Regions from separate parts of the Anas platyrhynchos genome. Here regions 2 and 3 are each linked to region 1. A link is a contact called in public Hi-C data. All regions are on one chromosome and are shown on one strand. Each heading gives the region's core, a stretch centred on a gene start, on an enhancer-like site or on the middle of the called end of the contact. The rest is flanking DNA. Distances are from core to core; before and after follow the strand shown. Region 1 has its middle 18 kb from the start of SLC16A1. Region 2 holds the start of PPM1J (protein phosphatase, Mg2+/Mn2+ dependent 1J). Region 3 holds the start of MOV10 (Mov10 RNA helicase).

Region 1 (4,806 bases), core at 1,371-3,870:
GTTGTATGCCTTACCGTAACTAACATGACTTTCCTGCCTCTGGCTTCCGAGAGGCTTGCGCAGCCAGGGCAGGGGGCCAGCTTGGTCTTCTAAGGAAAAATGTTTAAATAATTTCCTGCTGTTTTGACTTGGCTAGCTGATAAGGCCTTCTTACTAAAACCTCTGTTTTCTAGGGGTGGCTTCTGCCCCATGTGTCCCTCAGGACCCTGTGTCAGCCCCACCGGGCCTGCCCTCACCCACTCCATCCTGAGGCCTTGGTGCTGGGGGAGGAGGGGGTGCGTGTGGTTTGGGGAGGAGTGCTGCCCTGCTTGGGCAATGCAGTGACTCAGGCTGGGATCCTGTAATTAATGGATCCCATAATCAATCACTTGTGAGGCACGGGCACTGCTGCCCTGTGGTGCGGGTGGCTGGTGCGTGATGGGCACCGCAGCCTGCGTGGACTCTGCCCCGCAGCACGCCCGGCCCCAGCGCTGCCTCCTCACCCTGCTCCTCCCTGGGGGCTGGGGCCTTGAGGAGGGAGCGGTGCCCCAATTAGTCACAGTGCCACAATTAGTCACATCCAGGCCGGGAGCAAAGGGTGGCTGCGAAGCAGAGTGCTGCTGAGGGGCTGTTTCTCCTGGGGGCCACAAAAAGCCTGTGGTGGGTGCGGGATGGGGCTACCTGAAGGGTGCTCTGGGGTCAGCGCTGTGCATGCCCCCCGCTGCGGCTCTGTGAGGCTGGGCTGTGTGAGTTATTGCACAGATTTCCTTGAAACCCTCTGTCAAGCTGCCTTCCTTCCGCCTGGGGGAAGCAAAATAAAATTCTCTTCATAGCAGGTAGAATTGAGGAAATACTTGGGAGCTAATTCCCATGTAGTTTGTTTTCCCAGACCTCTGAGGTCTCTGACCAGAAATGCTCAGCGGTGGCTGGGGCGGGGGCTCCGGCTGGCGGCCAGGAGCCGGGACCTCTGCCAGCTGCTGGCCACGGCACCCGGGGGGGCTCTGCCAGGGCTGGGGCAGCTCGTGTGGGGTGGGGAGAGCGAGCAGCAGCAGCCCCGCAGCAGGGGATACCAGGCTGGAAGGACTGGGGTCAGGAAGGCTTGGTCCTGCCAGCCCTTTGTCTCCACATCCCTGCTGCCTGGCCTCTTCCAGGTGATTTGGAGAATGCGGGGTGAGGTCCTGGTGACCCCACAGAGGCAAAACCTCTCCAGGAGCTCTGCTGCCTGTGCTGGGCAGGAGCAGGGGTGAAGGCAGCGCCCTCCCCACCAGGTCGCAGCAGGCCAGGACGGGCAGGCAGGGGCTGAGCCCCGCTCCCTGCAGCAGCCCTGGAGCCTTGCACGCACAGATCCTCCTGGCCTCCCGAAACAGCCTAATCCTCCCCATAATACACACAATCCCCTTCCGAGATGAAAGGCGTGAGCCCAGCTGCAGAGCTCATTCATGTGACAAGCATGAGGAGAGGATCTGGGTCCCTGCCCGCCGCATGGGTCCAGCTCTGGGCACAGGGGAGTTTATTCAGGTTTTTCGGGAGATTTGAGTTCTGCTGAGTCTGCAGCTCCGGCTGAGCAGTCAGGGCTGCTGCTCTGCAAACAACCTTCTCTGTTCCCAGCCGCCCTGTGAAGACACTGGCAGGCGTTATGCTGATGCTGTGCTGGCGAGAGGAGGTGGGAGGGCTGCTTGGCCAGAGGGCAGCCTGCTGGAAAACCGTGTCTAGCCAAGGCTGAGATGGGGGCCACAGGCCGCCCCCATGCCAGACTCGTGTGGATGCCAGGTGTCTGCACTGTCCTGTGTGTGCCAGGGGATGGATGAGCTGTGCCAGGCTGTCCTGGTGCACGGGGGCTGCCTCACTGGGTGCACGCAGAGCCCCGGGGGCTCGCCGGCTGTGGTGCTGTGCCTGCAGCACGGGGGAGATGGGCAGGAACGGACACGGCTGTGTGCTTGGCTGCCTGCTCTGCGCTGAGCAGGGAAAAGCGATTTCCCCTTACCGTATGAGCAAAGCAGCATTACAGTGGACAGATAATCAATTGTTACAAGATGATCATCAATTATTTTCACTGCGCATTATATTCTGTTAATGAGAGCCCTTTGCCGGTGTCATGGATCCATTAAGGAGGAGATGAGTGATGCTCAGTTGTTGCATGGCAGCGAGAGGTGGCTGCAGAGAGCAGCGCAAGCCCCAGCGGGTGGCTCTCCTGTGGGGCTGGATGGGCTGTGCTCACTGCAAACACAGCCAAGGACACTCTCCGCTGCACTTTGCCCAGGCTTTTCCCCTGCTTTTTCAAGACCTTTGCTCTGCTTCCTGCAAACCGTGGTGGCCTCGTGTTGCTCAGGTGCATCTCGCAGCTCTGCGGGCTGGAGAAGTGGCCCCATCTGCAGGGTCTCAGGTCGGGGGGCGCGTGGCTGTGCCCAGGGCAGGAGCTGGTGCTGCTGCTGTGTGTGGGGTGCTCGCTGTGCCTCTGAGCCAAAAAGGTGCAGGGGGTGGGGGCCCCGCTGTGGGCAGGCCGATCCCATCTGAGCTTCATGCCGTGGCTACGTGTGGTGGGAAGCGGCTGAACCGGCCCCGTGATGGGCCCGGACCCGTCCTGAGCGTGCCCGCAGCCGCTGGGGCCGGAGCCTCAGCTGCTCGCCTGCCTGTGCCTGGAGCCTGTCCTGCACCCAGCGTGCGGCAGCAGCTGGGGAGCTGCTCCTGGGACCCCGCTGTGCTGTAGGGCCAGCATCCCCTGGGCACACGGGGACCATGGAGGCGATGTGCCCCGCTGTGAACCAGCAGAGCCTGCCTGGGAAGCACTTCGCCTCCTGCAGCCACGGTGCATGCCCTGCTCATCCCTCCTGGGCTGGTGGCAGCTGAAAAGCAGCTTTCACTCCGCGCTGCCCCACGACGGGTCTCCCTGGCTCAATCTGAATTTAATTACTGAGAGGCTCGAGGGTCTGCGTGCTGCCGGCTGCGGGGCTGGCCACGGATACTCGGGGACAAGCATCGGTGGCTGGGCTGTGCTGGGCGGCAAAGGCTGGGGCTGGGCTGAACCGGGCAGAACCGGGCAGAACCGGGCAGAACCGGGAAGAACCGGGCAGAACCGGGCAAAACAGGGCAGAATCGGGCAGAACCGGGAAGAACCGGGCAGAACCGGGCAGAACCGGGCAGAACCGGGAAGAACCGGGAAGAACCGGGCCGTGCCGGGCACGGGGCTCCCCCTGGCGGCCGCCGCTCCCGCAGCTCGCAGCCGGGCAGGGGCCGCTGGGGAATTGCTCCGAAATTGGGGGGCGGGGGATTTGACGGTAAATGAAATGTGTTTGAAATTTAATTAAAGGCTGCACGTTGCGCATTGGAATGAGCCTGTTTTTTTTTTTGTTGTTGTTGGTTTTTTTTTTTTTTTTTTTTTTTTATGTGTGTGTGTGAATTTAATTGTTTGCAATAAAAGAGCAGCGCCTCGTTTCCATGTTTCCATCTCCCCTGCTCAGGGGGCCGGGGGCTGCCCATGGCCCCGGGGAGCGGAGGGCGGCGTGACGGCGTTTGCCAGCCCAGGGGAGGTTGGCGTGTCCCTCATCGCGTCTATCTGCAGAGCTCAGCACTCCCCGCAGCCTAATTGAATGCAGTTTGGGGGTAATTGTTTTTTAATCACGTTTTTGCAGCCTGCAGAGATTGAACTTGCGCGGGGTGAGGAGAGTCATGCATCATGTGGGCTTGCTCTCAGTCCTGCCACCAGAAGCACACAGCTAAAACATGCAGGGGTGAGGGGTGAGGGGTGTGGGGAGCTCCTCGCCTAGCACCCAGCCCGTTGGGACCCCCCGGTCTGTCCGTGCTGGTGGGGGCACCGAGCAGGCCGGGTACGGGGCCGTCACCACAAGCACCTCTGCCTGCAGGGTTGCCTGGCTCAGGAGCCAACGTGGTGACCCCGTGGGTGCTGCTCACATCAACCAGTTGTGTAAGTCAAATTCAGAGGTTTGTTTTACCTCCTCTGTGAGCAGCCCCAGAGCCCCCCTCTCTGCGGGTAAATGGAAATTAACAATCAGGAGAAGTGGTTGAGCAAGACCCTGCTAGGAACTAATCTGATGGAGCAGAAATTAAGGGAAGAAATGAAATATTTCAATTCACTCTCCAGACAAGAGCCCTCATTTGGGACTAGCCTCAATTTTCCTTTAAAATTTGTTTTAATTGCATGACTAGAAGAAAAAAAAAAAACACATTTCCCTGAGACATCCAGACGTCCAGTGGTGCTGGACGAGGGAAGGTCCCTCTGGGCTCGGGGCTGCCCCGGTGGCTGCACAGCGAGGTGCCCTGCAGGGGACCCATCTGAATTCGGGGTGACCGGGGCCGCCCTGCACACATCCCCAGCTCCTTCACAGCTTGTTCCTTCCTGCATCTCTCTGAGGCCCAGGAAACATCCCCTCGGCCTGAATAAGCCGGGCACCATCGCTCTGACGGGGCTCTCATGGATGCGCTCCTGCACCCGCGGCGCTGGTGTGCTCCTGAGCCCTCCGCTGACCCCACCGGCGCTCCTCATCCTTTCATGTCTGTCTCAGGAGCACCCGGAGCCCGCAGACAATGAAACGGTAAAGCCAACCAGGCTTTGAACTACAATAAACCCTGTGAAAATGGAATCAATTCTGCAGTCTGATGACTCAGTAATGAAGAGTCAAGTCCCACACTGTGGTGTGTCACATCTCTGATATCTTCATTGCTTTTATCTGCATGGAGGGAGCAGATTTACCCGGCTTTCAACTGAGACTGCAGCAAAAGGGCTGACGATTATCCCCTTCTCAGTGACATGCCGGGGGTTAATCCCTTGATGTGCCCCCAGCACACTGCTGACGGGAGGGGACTCTGCCA
Region 2 (4,184 bases), core at 688-3,187, 80 kb after region 1:
CATTGTTTCAGGGCACAATCCTGCAGCGCGCTTTGATGTCAGACCATTCCTTCTGCGGAGTGCTCAGCGTAACGGGAAAAAGCAAGCCTACAGAACAAGATCCGCCTCGTTTTGGACGCTTCCATTTCCTTCTTTCCAAGGAAAGCATCCTGGAACAGCCCTGCCGGGCCGCTGCTTCGCGACCTCGGCGGCACAGGGGATGCTCCCGGGGCCAGGGCACGGCCAGAAGGGACGCGAGGGGAGGGCCGGGGGGGGGCCGGGAGCGCGCCCGGGCCGTGGCGCAGCCTGTGCCGCCCCCCAGCGCCCACCGCCCGCCCTGCAGCCCCGCGCCCCCCCGGCAGAGCCACAAAGGAAGGGGCAGACAGGGGAGGGGGGCGCCGGGGAAGGGGCGCACGCGAATCCTGGCGGGGGGCGCAGCGGGGAGGTGGAGGAAGAGCTGAGCAAGGAGAGGTCCTCGCCCAGCTCCGGGCAGGCAGCAGAGGTTCAGAGGTCCCTACGGTCAGATAAAAAGTGCACGGTGAAATTTGAACCCCTGTCGAAATGCAGCGAGGAGCCTGACCTCAGCCGTGTTGCGGCTCAGGGAGCTGCAGAGCAGCAGTTCCCCCGGGGCTCCCTCGTTCCTGTGGCACCCTTATTAAAGGGTGGGAGAAAGAGCAGGGGATAAATGAATTGGAGGCAAACAACAGCGGGGACACCCAGGTGGTGCAAAAGAAGGCAAGAAATGAAGCAAGAGCTTCAAACAGGGGCGTTGAGAGTAGGCATCAGAAAGCAGACTGGGAAGGGAGGTACGAGTCTGGGTGTGCGGGGACCTTAATGTGACAGACTGCTGAGTAACTTGAAGCTAGGGATAAAAGGAATACAGGGAGTGCTGAATAGCATCCATAGGTTGACCTTAACAGTCTGCTATAATTAAGCAAGATCTAGCCAAGAGTGCAGGCTAAAGCACTCAGAGCTTTATGGAGCTAGCAGTGAGGTGCTTCTGCTCAGACCTTGCAGCACGGAAGACCTGTACAGAAAGGAAGAAAGCAGTTCCCTTGGAGAACCGAGGGCACTGGAGCACGCAGGTCCTTGCAAACGAACTCAATTTTGCTTTACAGCAGGGCAACATGGTGTTTTTTCAGCGTTTTTTTTTTTTGTTGTTGTTGTCATAGGAACCCAGAGGAAGGCAGGTGCTGAGGTCAGGCTGTGCCAGAACTGCCAGCTCCTCCAGCGGGAGCGCGTTACCCCGGCTCAGCCAGGGCTGGCCTCTTGCAGCCTGAGTGGAAGGAAGAGGTTCTGCTCCCAGCCCTGAGTCACGGCAGCTCCTCTGCAGGCTGGCTCGTTATTAATAGCCTGGCGCGATTGCGAGTGGGTTGGGTTTCACCGGGGAGCGCAGGGAGAGTGACAAAGCACCTGCCTCGGGAAGCAGATGCCGTGGCGGAGTAGGTGGCTTTGCTGCAGCCCGGGGAGCACCAGGCTGGACGCCCCCCCGCTCACCGGCACAGCACGGGGAGGGCAGCGGGCACGCGTGGGCAGGGGGAGCCGGCGGGCAGCACACGCGTGTCCCTTTCCCTGCTGCTCCTGCGCCTCCCGCGGCCTCTCCCAGCGCTGCCGGCCGCTGCCCCACACCGTGCAGGCTGCTGCGGGGCTGGCAGCGGGAGGAGCACCGGGAGGAGCACCGGGAGGAGCACCGGGAGGAGCGGCGAGCTGCCCGCCGGGGGTCCCCAGCTGCGCCCCGGGGGGGCTGCGGCACTGACCTCGCCTCCCCCCGGTCCCGACTCCGCGTTGGGCAGGAGCCGGGGTGCCGGCAGCGGGGCTAACCCGGGGCTAACCCAGCCTGCGGGCACCCCGGGGGGCGCTGCAGCATCTCCCGGAGCGCGGCTCCCGCCGGGGGAGGGCGGTGGCGGCGGCGGCCCCGGTACCGGGGCGGGACTCGGGGCGGGGCGGTGGGACCGGGCTCGGCTCGGCTCGGCACGGCTGGGCCCGGCATGCTGCTGCGGGTGCGCTCGGCGGTGGGGCACCTGGTGGCCGGGCTGGGCCCCGGGGCGGGCGCGCAGCCCCCGGCCGAGCCCCGGCGCGGCGGCGGCGGCGGCGGAGCGGGGACCGGCGGCGGCGGCGGTGGCGGTGGCGGTGGTGGCAGCGGGGGGGCAGCGGCGTTGTTTTGCCGGCCGGCCTTCCTGCAGCTGACGCCCGAGGAGCTGCGCCGGGCCGACGACCACACGGGCAGGGCCGTGCAGAGCCCCCGCGACGGCCGCCGCCGCCTGCCCTGGAGCACGGGCTACGCCGAGTGAGAGGGGCTGGGGGTTGGGGGGGGGCGCGGGGCTGGACCCCACCGCCCGTTAACGGTTGTGCGAGATGCCCCTGGGGGTGTTAGGGATGGGTCGGGGCCGGGGGAGGGATGGGATGGGTGGGGGGAAGCCGGGGGGGTGGTGAACGCCGTGTTCCCAGCTCCGCTGGTTTTGGCACCGATGTGCCCGGTGCCGCTGTCACCGACCGGGAACCGACACCGGGGGGAAGGAACTGCTCGAGCAGGTCCCGGGAGGGGGGAGGAGGGAATTGAAGCTGGTTTGGGAGCAGGACCTGACTCCCACTTCCCCTCCGAGGGCCCCGCTTCTCTTCTCCTTTTACTGGGGGGGGAGTTTCGCCCCCGAGCTGAAGGCAGGTGGCAAGGCTGCCGGTACTGCTCGGTGACACCGCTCTGCTCCCGCATCCCGCACGCAGCCGGGTCCACCCGGGGCCTTGGGAGCCCCCCGAGGTGCCAGCTGGCCGGGGAGCTGCTGGGGGAGGAGTGCCCCGTGCTCGATCTCTGCAGAGCAGGAACTTTGCAAGCTCCGGGGGGGAACGAAGGCAACCCGCCCTCTGCTCAGCACCAGGACTTCTCTTTGTGTCCCAAGACTTCTTTCTGCAAACCGCTTGAAAAGTCCGTGCCCAAATAGCTCTTGTGCACATTTACTGCCTTCCCCCCCCGCCCCGTGAGCAGGTTTGGCAATCTGGAGCTGAAATCTGCTTTGCCAGCAGAAGCTGCAAAAAGTCGATGCGAGTCGTTCTGCAAAAGTTCTGCTGGTTTCATTTTCATCTCCTCCCCTCTGAGCCACCTGCGCCCTCTGAGCGGTGCTGCTCTGGCGATGAGGCCAAAATCCCCTCGCAGTGTCTGAGCCCAGGCTGGCTGTGTGTGTGCAGAGGCTGTGCAGGTTTTCAGGCACTTTCTCTGCTTGGGGCAGCGGTGGGGACCTGCAGCAAGGCCACCTTTTTTTGGCCACCTCCCCGCAGGGGGACCGAGCGCTGCCACTGCTCCAGGTCTGGGACCTCTGCTCACCTCGCTGCTGCTGTGTGGGATGGGATGGGAGCCCCTGTGAGGAGCAGGGATGGGGACAGGAATGGGGACAAGGGGGTGAGGTGCTGCTGGGGGAGCCTCTGCCATGGCCAGGAGCCTGGCTCACCCCTGTTCTCAGCCAGTGAATTAGGGTCGGGTTTTCTGGAGTATCCATGGGCAAAACCTGATATTTTGGGTGCGAAAGAGCGAGCCTTAACACCTCCTTCCCTCCTTGCAGGGTGATAAATGCGGGGAAGAGCCAGCACAACGAGGACCAGGCGTGCTGTGAGGTGGTGTTTGTGGAGAGGAGGCCAAGCCCCAGGGGCCGCCAACCCTCCGGGGATGGCAGCAGGGAGCTGGATGGGGTGAGAGCCGCACGGGGGGAGAGCCACAGCAGCTGCTGTGCCCTGCTGCTGGACTGGGGCTGGCTGGCACTGGGAGGCACTGGCCAACGTGCCCCTGCGGGCTGTCCCCAAGGAGCCAGCTGCCGGAGACGGTGCTGGGTGTCAGTGCAGGGCTGGGACACGCAAGGCAGAGCCCCCACTCCCCGCTCCCCACTGTCTGCTTCCCCACAGCACTCGCTGAACCTTCCTCTCTCTCCCCGCAGGGCAGGAAGGGATTTTATTTCCACTACTGGGCTTTGTTTGATGGCCACGCGGGCAGCGGCGCTGCCGTCATGGCATCCAAAAGGCTCCACCTGCACATCTGCGAGCAGCTCCGGGACCTGGTGGACATCCTGCAGGACCCCTCCCCGCCTCCCATCTGCCTCCAGCACGACGCCAGGGCTGGCGCAGCCGAGCTGAGCCGGGCGCCCCTCACAGAGGACAACGGAGAGGTCCCCAGCGATGCCCTGCCACGCTTTCACCTGGAGAAAGCAGTGTCTCATGAGAGC
Region 3 (4,801 bases), core at 2,162-4,661, 100 kb after region 1:
GGGACTCACCGGGGCTGGTAGGGGCCCGAGATGAGAGACTTGTTGCAGGAGGCAGAGGGGAAGAGGAGGCTGGCCAAGCCCTGCTGCATGGACAAGGCTGCAGCCCGGTGCTGGACCTGCAGCGGCAGGCGGCTGAAGGTGAAGGTCACGTCGAACTTCAGCTTATTCACAAACTTGCTCTTTAACCTGGGAAGGAGCGGCGTGAGCCAGGCGCGGGGGACGCTGCCCCACGGCCTCCCCTGCCCTTCCCAACCCGCGCCCGGCCTTTGGCACCGAGCGGGGCTGCCGGGGCCCCGCCAGCCCAGCTGGGAACGGACACCACTCACTTGGAGGAGAAGCCCAGCCTGACCTTCTCCAGCTCCACGTCGTGCACGTAGCCCTTGTACTGGACGAGCGGGGAGCTGTCCCGCTCGCTGCTCAGGCTGACGAAGAGGTGGTCGCCCCTCAGCACGGACGGGCGGTTCTCAGCCACACCGGGCACCTGCACCAAGCGGCCAACATGATGCCAGCGTGCCGCCAGGGCCACCCCGAGCCCCTGGCCACCCCCGAGCCTCTGGGGGCTGCCGCAGCAGCTGTCCCTACTCACATCGAGGACCAGCAGCTCCCTGTCCTGCACCATGGTCACCTCCTGCATGTCGTAGCGGCGGATGTCCACCTCCATCTGGATCTCCTCCAGGTGCAGCAGCAGCTGGAACTTCTGCTGGTAGTTCCCAGCGTGTAGCGGTGCCTCCAGCAGCGACCTGGGGGCCAGTGCAGGGGGTGTCACCGTGCCCCATGCGGCCCCGTAGGACGCAGGGGCAGCAGAGGGGACATGCACAGGCCAGGGAGGCATTGCCCCTGCCCGTCGGCACTCACAGCATCTTAACCCAGCTGGAGGCAGGGTCGGTCTTGGGTCCGAGCTTGATTGTCTCCTTGAGGCTCTTTGGGTACGGGTAGCTGTTCAGTGGGATTTCTTTCTCCAGCTCGTTTTTCAGGGAGCTGGGTAGAGGAGAGAGCGGTGCTGTGGGGACAGCCAGGCTGTGTTCCCCTCAGCGCTGTGACCACCCATGGCCCTGGCAAGTCACCAGCGCTGTCCCCAGCCACTGCCCAGGGACAAAAACACCATCACAGAAAGCCGGGTCCCTATGAACTGAGCCTTGCCCCAGCCAAGGGAAGAGCCAGGGCCCACCCCATACCTGACGGGGGGCACACCCTCCTCGGTGATGACCGTGACGGGGCGCTGGAGGTTGGCCTGGTAAGGCTCGAAGGACGACGTGGGCCCCAGCTCCTTGGCCAGCTGGCTCTGAGCGATGGCAGCAACGGAGCGCCCGATACTGAAGAACTCGCCCGACTCCTTGGCGAAGTCGAACACCACCACGGCACGGAAGAACCCGTTGTACTTGGTCAGGCACCGCACCTGGATGGGGTGTGTGCCGCCTGCGAGGAGGGGAGAGCTGGGGACCGGCGTCCTGCGTCCCCTCCCAGGGCCGTGCACCGAGCAGGGGCTGGGGCCATACCTGGCTGCAGCAGCAGGGGCTCGCCCTGCGTCACCCCGTGCTGGTCCAGGAAGGAGAATTCCCGCAGGCGGCGGAGAGAGTGGCAGTTACGCAGCCTCACGGCCTCTGTGCCCTGGTTCTTCACCTGGATGGTGACCGTGCGGGGCTGGCCGAGTGTCACATCGAAGCGGATTTGCCCGTTGGCCCGGTCATGTTCTGAGACAATCTCTACCCCGTGCTTCCCACGGATGAACTCGGCCCTACGGGAAGAGCGGGGTCAGGTGCCCCTGGCTGGGGCAGGGGTACCCAGGTCCCCGTGGGCAGCCACGGGCAGGGTGCCGGGGGTCCTACCACTTCTTGGCACGGCTCGGTGACACTTGCGGGCCGGTGCTGGGCTGCTGGCCTGAGGCAGCGGGTGCAGATGTCTCTACATTGGTTCTGGGTCTGCGGTACTGGTCTGCCACCACCACTCGCTTCTTCCCCTGCGAGGAGCAGCGAGCATCAGCGTGGTGCCGGGCACAGGCCCCCAGTGCGTGCCCGGGTCCTGCCGGGGGCTGGGGGCTCCTGTTGAGCCCATTCCTAGGGCTGTGGGAGCTGCGGCACGGCCCCAGCCCAGGCCCTCCCTCACCTTCTTGAAGTGCACGGACTCCCCGTGCACCTGAGCCTGGTGGGTCACCCTCAGGGCGTACAAGATGCAAGAGAAACTGGGCATCTTTGTGTCAGTCCTGCACACAGAAGAGAGAGAAGGTTTCAAGTGGAGACGAGAAGGGCTGGGCACTGGGGAGCTGGGAGGTGCGGGGAGGAAGGGGGTGAAGCCGGGCCCCTCACCCCAGACATTCCCTCTGTTTTGGGGGATGGAAGGAGAGGGAAAAGGACCGGGGTTTTTCCACCGGCCCCCCAGATGTAGCAAACCCTCTGTCCCCGCAGGCTGCTCGGGCAGCACCGCGCTGTGCCACGACACCACACGGCTTCCTGGCCCCTGTCTGTGCAGGGGCGGCCCCGGCCCCGGATCCTCGGCAGCGGGGGCTGCCCAGGGGGCACCTGCATGGACGGGGGGGGCTCCCCGGCTGCGGCGCCCCCCGCAGCTCCTCCCGCAGCGCAGCGAACGCTGGTGAACGGCGGGGACATTGCCCTGGGGCCAGCGGGCGAGGAGGGGGCGTGCGGTGCCCCGGCCGTGCTCGGGGGGCTACGGGGGGGTCCCCGCAGCCGGGATCGTCCGGGGGGAGGCGGAGGGGAGCGGGGGCACGGGGCCGGTGAACGGAGCGGTCCCCAGGGGGAGCGGCCGCCCGGGAGAGCCGGGCCCCGGCGCTTTGGGGTTTGGGGCTCCGGGATCCCCCTCTCCGGGGGCTCGGCAGCGCTGGGGGCTCCGTCCAGCCCCCCCCGGGGGGGGGGTCCCGGCGCTCACCTGGCGCGGAACTCGCCGCCGTAGATGGTGCGCAGCGCGTCCCGGCGGTTCTCCTGCTCCCGGCCCGTGTCCCGCAGGAATTGCACGAACTGCTCCCCGCAGCGCCTCGCCTCCGCCACGCTGAACCGCGGCATGGCCGAGCCGAGCCGGGACGTGCCGAGCCGAGCCGGGATGTGCTGAGCCCTGGGACGTGCCGAGCTGAGCCGGGACGTGCCGGGCTGGGGCTGGCTCCGCAGGGAGAAACGAAAGCGAAAGGGGCTGAGCCCCACGGGCCCGCCCGCTTGGGACCGGGGCCGGGCCGTGGGGGCGCTGCCCCCGCCCAGGGCCTCTCCGCCGCCCCCCCCGGGCCCGGCCTCGACCCCGATCCCGACCCCTGGTCCCACATCCCCCGCCCGGCCCCCCGATGGGGGGGGTCCCGGGGCTGAGCCCCCGCCGCAGCCGCCGGGAGCGGGGGGCAGCGGCAATGCCGGGGCCGGGCCAGCCCTGCGGGCGCCCCGTCGGGCAGGGGGGGGCAGCCGGGGTCGCTGCCAGAGCTCCGAGGGCAGGGGCAGCGCCCAGGTGCGCGGCATCACTCGAGCCAACGACGGGGGGAGAGCTCCCAGGGCTCCCGCAGCTGCTCTGTATAAATAGGGCAGCGGCAGCACCGGCCGGGCTCTGTGTTGGGCTTTGCCTCTGCTTTGTCGTGCTGGAGCTCTCCAGCCTAGCTAAGGGTGGGGATCCTCGGTTTGCTTTGGTAAAACGGTCTCGGGCTCTGGGACTGCTCGCGGCGCTGCTCGTGCTCTCTGCAGCCAAAGGACGCCGGGGTAAGTCTGCTGCCTTCACCTCCCCGGGGCTGGGCGAGTGGTTTTGTGACTCAAGCACTGCTGCTGATAGCGGGGGCTGCGGGAGGGTGCTGGGGTAGGGCTCCCACACTGTGGGAGGGCGCTGAGGCTTCAGAAAGATGGATGTCACTTTTGGAGAAGTTGCCTGTAAGCCTTTTTGTCGCGTTTTGCTGGCGGAATCCTGGAACTTTAAGCTTTGAGCTCACAAATAGCTAGGAAAGCTCTTTCTGTGGCAGGCTGTGCTCAGCTGCCCTGGCTTGGTTGAGCTGCGGTGCCTGCTTGCTGTGCTGGGCCTGGGGTCAGGCTCTGGCTGGTGAATAGAGCCTGGAGGAGTCAGCCTCTAGCTGGCCTTGGTCTCACCTGAAACCTCAGGGCCTGAGCAGAGAACAGCAAACAGCTTTAGAGTGTGTCACCGCTGGCAATTGCTCAGCGGCTCGGTTGCAGTGAGTTGCAGCGCTGAATTTTGTTCCTCCAAGGAGCTGGGAAGTAGCTGAGAGTGGGACAGCTGAGGCTGCTGCGGAGAAGGCTGCTGAGGGAGAAGGGTGAGGAGGTAGGTGGGGGAATGAGCTGGCCCTGAAAGTTGGCTAGCTGAAGTTTGAGAAGGGCAGGGAGATAAAAAATTGTCTTCAGACTGGAATGAGTGGGGGTGAACTCCTCCCAATTTAACAAACTAGGATCGGTTAAAGACTAGCCTTGAAACAGGCTGTGCTGGTAGATAAAAACTCTGCTGTGTGCACAGTTATCTCAGCCCCCTCTCCCCCCCCCCAAACCCTCAGCCTCGCATTGCTGGAATTCCTGCAGCGTTTGCCTGGTTGGGGCCACAGCCCACAGCACCTTCGGCACTCATCCACACCTTTCATCTCCAAGCTGCAGGGAGGAAACGGTTGCTACAGATGCTGGTGATAGAAGTGCTGTCCTTGAGTTGCTCTTAGCACAGCTGTGTGCAAACCGAGCTGAGGACAAGAACTCCCACTAGCACTCAGGCAGCCTTGTTTTGTCTAATGCAACTGACACGGGGTGTATGGACTAGATGATTTTTGAAGATCCCTTCCCGCTGTACTGTTCCCATGTTATACGTGCGTGTGTCCTGCAATGAGTTT

What was found. A called contact is a pair of places that touch in the nucleus more often than the background predicts.
Region 2: a Hi-C map of subcutaneous adipose tissue shows a contact between it and region 1, with 1.6 times the contacts expected there. The contact joins the promoter of PPM1J here to the enhancer-like site in region 1. A contact is called at or near these places in 4 of 8 Hi-C or Micro-C datasets (liver, skeletal muscle and subcutaneous adipose tissue).
Region 3: a Hi-C map of skeletal muscle shows a contact between it and region 1, with 2.7 times the contacts expected there. The contact joins the promoter of MOV10 here to the enhancer-like site in region 1. A contact is called at or near these places in 3 of 8 Hi-C or Micro-C datasets (F5 follicle, skeletal muscle and subcutaneous adipose tissue).

What each region holds. Positions count from the first base shown.
Region 1 is chr27:7,256,426-7,261,231 of IASCAAS_PekinDuck_T2T, forward strand. No RefSeq gene overlaps it. Among named protein-coding and RNA genes, the nearest start is that of SLC16A1, 18 kb to the left of the region's middle. Within about 2 kb of position 2,621, at least 4 of the 8 cell types and tissues checked have an H3K27ac peak or open chromatin away from gene starts, as enhancers often do. A contact at or near this core is called in subcutaneous adipose tissue, where this site is marked.
Region 2 is chr27:7,337,472-7,341,655 of IASCAAS_PekinDuck_T2T, forward strand. It overlaps PPM1J (protein phosphatase, Mg2+/Mn2+ dependent 1J), which reads left to right and starts at 1,938. Exons shown (of 11, transcript XM_072028534.1): 1 at 1,938-2,050; 2 at 2,234-2,266; 3 at 3,531-3,657; 4 at 3,900-4,184. The coding sequence starts at 1,968.
Region 3 is chr27:7,359,085-7,363,885 of IASCAAS_PekinDuck_T2T, forward strand. MOV10 (Mov10 RNA helicase) reads right to left here and starts at 3,412. Exons shown (of 21, transcript XM_027444915.3): 1 at 2,881-3,412; 2 at 2,104-2,200; 3 at 1,827-1,957; 4 at 1,497-1,735; 5 at 1,176-1,416; 6 at 856-978; 7 at 587-740; 8 at 327-481; 9 at 10-186. The coding sequence starts at 3,014. LOC110351673 (a long non-coding RNA gene) reads left to right here and starts at 3,545. Exons shown (of 4, transcript XR_011805115.1): 1 at 3,545-3,683.